Linked DNA regions of Sus scrofa: region 2 is linked to region 1. The links are chromatin contacts, called in public HiChIP or PLAC-seq maps. All regions are on one chromosome and are shown on one strand. Each heading gives the region's core, a stretch centred on a gene start, on an enhancer-like site or on the middle of the called end of the contact. The rest is flanking DNA. Distances are from core to core; before and after follow the strand shown.

Region 1 (2,700 bases), core at 83-2,582:
TTTGTTTATGGTTTCTTTTGGTGTGCAAAAGCTTTTAAGATTCATTTTTGTATTTTTGTTTTTATTTTCATTACTATAGGAGAGGGATCAAAAAAGATTTTGCTGTGATTTATGTCAAAGAGTGTTCTGCTTATGTTTTTCTCAAAGAGCTTTATCGTATCAGTTTTAGGTTTAAGTCTAATCCATTTTGAGTTTATTTTTGTGTAAAGTGCTAGGGAGTGTTCTAATTTTCTTTTTTTTTTTCTTTTCTTTTTTTTTTTTTTGTTGTTGTTGTTGTTTTGTCTTTTGCCATTTCTTGGGCCGCTCCCGCGGCATATGGAGGTTCCCAGACTAGGGGTCTCATCGGAGCTGAAGCCGTTGGCCTACACCAGGGCCACAGCAACGCTGGATCGAGCTGCGTCTGTGACCTACACCACAGCTCACGGCAACGCCGGATCATTAACCCACTGAGCAAGGGCAGGGATCGAACCCGCAACCTCATGGTTCCTAGTCAGATTCGTTAACCACTGCACCACGACGGGAACTCCTAATTTATTCTTTTACATGCAGCTGTTTAATTTTTCCCAACACCATTTATTGAAGAGGCTGTCTTTTCTCCATTGTGTATTCTTGCCTCTTTTGGCTTTGATTAATTAATTGACCATAGGTTTGTGGGTTCTGATCCATTTTTTTAAGGATGGGGATTTTACTGTCCTTCAGATTAATTGACCTTTGTGCTTACGCCTTGCCAGTGGCAACTTTCACCTTTCATGATTATGATAGTTGAATATTTTGTAGCCCCATTTCTTTTTTGAAGTAGGTACTGCTTTGGTAATTCTATTTAATAAGGTTTGTACTTAACCTCCACTTTTGAAAACCTGAATTTTATGTAAATTACATCTTTGTGTCATATGTTTATTTTCAAAAAGTATAAACCTGCTATTGGTTTCTTTTTCTCATTAGCAATGGTTATAGGAATTTACTAGAGCTTAAGAGTACTGCTCTAATAGTGTTTAAAAGATAAATTGAGAACCTCTGATTCTTTGGAAGAAAGTTAGTAGCCTGCACAGAGCCTGGCTAGTAATATTAGAAGCTTACCTATTCACAGACTATAACCAAAAGCCTTTCGTAAGCAGGTTAATGAATTTGCATGGTTTGTGCTTAATAGCGTAAATCAGGATGATTTGTAGTTGCCCATATAGTTGTTGGAAATGTTTCTTCTGCTTCAGAGATTGACCTGGTTTTTGTTTTTATTATAAAAGGAAATAATATAGGCATAATCTGGTGATCCACATGGCTTGACCCAGTTTCTGAGTAGATGGCCAGTAAGCTTCTGTTTCAGATTGCTTAGGCTCCATAACTGCTTTGTGGGTGAGCACGTAACATCAGGAAGTAAAAACGCTGGGGCAAGTGATTCACTTTTGCTGGTTAGATGTGAGGTCAGAAAACTAAAAAATATTTAGTTATTTTGAATTTTTCTTTGAGGTTACCATGGATTCTTTCTTTAATATAAATGAGCTCCTTTTTGAGTCATAGGGAGTAGTGATCATTAGTAAGTACTGTTAGGAGATAAAAAGAAACTGATTATCTTTAAGTGTTTAAAGATGGTTTTAAATTAGGTAGTGTGTACTAGTGCGCTTGAAGATACTGGCCTATTCATTGAATTATCAGATCCATTGGGTAGTGTGTTCCTACTAGTAGAAAAGTTGTCTTATTTCCTAAGGATTAAGTTTACTGATTGGATCCTATCTGACATTTAAATGAAGTTTTGCTTAGGATGTTTCTCAAAATCTGGGTTACCATTTCAGTTGGTGCTAATCTGGAGTTGCAGAAGAGCACTTCTGAAACCTGACTCTATATGAGTAAAGGTCAGTGTGTGAGGACTTGCTATATGGCTGTTTGCTACAGACTCTTATTAATCCAGGCTCATGATAGCAGGTATAAAGAATGTTAACATTTCTCTCAGAGTTCCTGTGTGGCTCAGTGGAAACAAACCCAACGGATCCTTGAGGATATGGGTTCATCCCTGCCTCACCATGTAAGATTGTACGTATAGGTCTAGATGGCTGGATCTGGCATTGCTGGCTTTGATGTAGCTCAGCTACAGGGACCCCTCTCTGAATTCACTGCAGGCACCCTAATAAGGAAGGAAAAAAGAATATCATATTCTCTAGACAAAAAATTTTTCTTTGAAAGTGTCAAGAAGAAGTCTTCTACAAAATCTTTTTCTTTTTATTTATATAAACATCTCTTAAGTGTATTTCATTCAATTTTGAACTTTAACCTGGGTTTTTCTCTGGTGTTCATATTTTCAAATCTTAATTATAATTCATTTCTTTATTTTAGAAAGTAGATTTAAAATGTTCAGATATACTGTATAATAAGGTCTGTGTCTGGTAGAGGAGAGAACTGGCCTAATCTTGGCATTACTAGCCTCCTCAGGTGAACTATGACCTTTATAGAAAGCCAAGTACTCTGCCTCAGCTTGTTCCCCATTGAACGTTAATAGTTTAGCCGATCTTTTGGAAGACTTAATTTCTGTATAATAGCATTAAATTCCTTAATTATTTTATAAAGAAACAAATGTAAATTTCCAATTTAAATATTTTAAAACAGGATTTTAAATTAACATCAGTATAACTAATCCATTTACCATAATAAGTTAACAAGTATTTGATTAAAATTCCAAATAAAAAAAATCCTAAGCTGTATACTCAATAA
Region 2 (2,700 bases), core at 186-2,685, 140 kb after region 1:
CCTAACCTGTTGTGCTACAAGGGAACTTCCAAGTTTTCTTCATTTTTTCATTTTTAGGGCCATACCCGTGGCACATGAAGTTGCCAGGCTAGGGGTCGAATTGGAACTAAAGAGTCGGACTATGTCACAGCCACAGCAGCAATAGATCTGAGCCATGTTTGAGACGTATATGTACCACAGCTCACAGCAATGCTGGATCCCCGACCCATTCAGTGAGGCCAGGGATCAAACCTGCATCCTCGTGGATACCAGTCAGATTTGTTTCTGCTGCACCACAACAGGAACTCCACCAAGTTTTATTTTTCAATCTGACCTGACAATCTTTATCTTTTAGAGTAGTTCCAGACAGATCTTTATTTGAGCAGGATCACGTCTTCATGTACTATTATCTTATATTTAATTGCTAGTAAATTGCGTTTAAGACTACCATCTTGCTATTTATTTCTAAGACTACAGGTGAGTAGTCTATAGTTTAAACCAGAGTTTTATCTTATGCTTCAACTTCAGCCTACTTCTGTTATCATCCATCCCAACAAACACAGCAGGTTGCCAGGTGGTCAAAGAGGATATTGGTTTTTCATGCTGTGTTATTTGGGAAAGTGGGAAGAACTGGATCTCTGGCTCCACCTCAACAGGCACAATTCCTTGCGTCATAAATATTTGGGATTCTCTGAAAGACTATGAAAACAGGGTTCTGTGCTTCTAAAATTTGAATCCCAAAGTATTTTCTGTGACATTAATACACACCCAATCGAGGATACAGATTACAAACTAAGGTTGATCATTCCCTAATCAGGTTCTAGGCAATGCTCCAGAGCTCTGGACAATTTAAGAGCTGAAAATAACTAAGACTCCCCTGGCCTTAAGAACTGGGAGAACAGCTGAGTCTTGAAGAAGCTAAACTGGGAAAGGGCAAAGGTAATGCACGAGGAATCTCATGCAAGTCCTGACACTGGAAACAGCAAATCTAAGTTTAAAACAGGCAGCTTTCCATCTCAGGGCCACTGATGGCTTCAGATGATATATGCACCAATAAGAAATCACTTTCTGGATTTAAACCCTCAGCTTGCATAAGCATGTTACCTTTCTCAGTAGAGATGTTTAGGCAAAGCAGGTATCACAAGGTATCCCCCTGCTTCTGCAGTATAAGTCCAGAGTACTGGACTTTGTTTTTCTAGGAGAATCTTACTCTCCTTAAGGCAGGACATGCTTTTAATAAACTATTATATTTTGTAGCCCTTTAGGCTAGGAGGACCCATTAAGCAGATTAATGCCATAATGTGATCTGACATAAAAGCAGCACAGAATAGAAGGTAAGAATGACTGACAGGGCAGTCAAAGGAAAAATGCCAACAGCAGCCTGGGCTGGGGAATAAAAGCTTCCAACTTCATAAGCATCTGATCTAAGTGACTGCAGAAGCTTAGCAGGTGAGGGTAAACTATCACTTACTAGGGTAAATTACTTAATGTCAAAAACCATTTTGAGAATTCCCGTTATAGCTCAGTGGTAACGAATCCAACTAGTATCCATGAAGACGCTGGTTTGATCCCTGGCCTTGCTCAGTGGATTAAAGATCCTGTGTTGATGTGAGCTTGCAGACTTGGTTTGGATTTGGTGTGGCTGTGGTGTACGCTGGCAGCTACAGCTCTGATTCAACCCCTAGCCTGGGTACTTCCACATGCTGCAGGTATGGCACTTAAAAAAAAAAAAAAAAAAAAAAAAGACCAGAAACTCCCTTCCCATAACAACAAAAAAACATATTGAAAGGTGTTTGGCATCATGCTAGTTTATCCCAGCTCTCAATCACCAGCAGCTATCATTTTCCACAATGGGAAGGTGGGGCCATAAGCTGCCAAAGGTCATTTTGAAAGGACTCCAAGGATCAAATATTTCAAATGCAAGCTAGACTTGAAATTGATAGCTATCTCTGGTGAAACCTCCCGTAAGTCCTTCATTCCCAATGAGACTCAAATACCTTACAAAAGTCTTAAATTCAGTCCCCTCCTTTCTATTTACCAAATTTCCACTTTAATTTGGACCTAGTTTCCGTTCTAGCTTTGGCATCTGTAACCACTAGACTTTTAAAAAATTTTTTGCTTCTTTAGGGCTACACCTGCGGCCTATGGAATTTCCCCTGCTAGGGGTACGCCACAGCCACAGCAACTCAGGATCCGAGTGTCATCTGTGATCTACACCCCAGCTTATGGCAATGCCGGATCCTTAACCCACTGAGCGAGGCCAGGGATTGAACCCACATCCTCATGGACACCAGATGGGTTTGTAACCTGCTGAGCCACAATGGGAACGCCATAACCACTGGACTTCTTACCTAACAAACCAAACCAAACAACCAACCTCACAGAAACAACTTATTTGATTAAAATTTCTACACGATCCTCCATGGATAAGGTCTGAATTTCTTACCTTGGAAAATAAAGCCATTCACAACCTGAACTGAAACGGATTTATTTTCTCAGCCTCTTGTTACTTCCAATCCTTCAATCCAACAAACACTGTCCCCCACAACACACTGTGGTCTTTCAGAGCCTTCTTATCCTCCTCATACCCTTTCCTATCAACATTTGCGGCTAGCTGAGACCTCTTTATTTTTTATTTTCTATTTTTTTTGCTATTTCTTGGGCCGTGCCCTTGGCATATGGAGGTTCCCAGGCTAGGGGTCGAATCGGAGCTGTAGCCAC

What was found. HiChIP or PLAC-seq counts read pairs in DNA pulled down with a chosen protein or histone mark.
Region 2: an H3K27ac HiChIP or PLAC-seq map of skeletal muscle shows a contact between it and region 1. The contact joins two enhancer-like sites. A contact is called at or near these places in 1 of 47 Hi-C or Micro-C datasets (skeletal muscle) and 1 of 2 datasets of contacts at active chromatin or transcription factors (skeletal muscle).

Annotation. Positions count from the first base shown.
Region 1 is chr2:40,710,844-40,713,543 of Sscrofa11.1, forward strand. The region is part of intron 7 of TSG101 (tumor susceptibility gene 101 protein); the gene reads left to right. Among named protein-coding and RNA genes, the nearest start is that of TSG101, 39 kb to the left of the region's middle. Within about 2 kb of position 1,333, at least 2 of the 83 cell types and tissues checked have an H3K27ac peak or open chromatin away from gene starts, as enhancers often do. A contact at or near this core is called in skeletal muscle, where this site is marked.
Region 2 is chr2:40,854,391-40,857,090 of Sscrofa11.1, forward strand. No RefSeq gene overlaps it. Among named protein-coding and RNA genes, the nearest start is that of LDHA, 30 kb to the left of the region's middle. Within about 2 kb of position 1,436, at least 2 of the 83 cell types and tissues checked have an H3K27ac peak or open chromatin away from gene starts, as enhancers often do. A contact at or near this core is called in skeletal muscle, where this site is marked.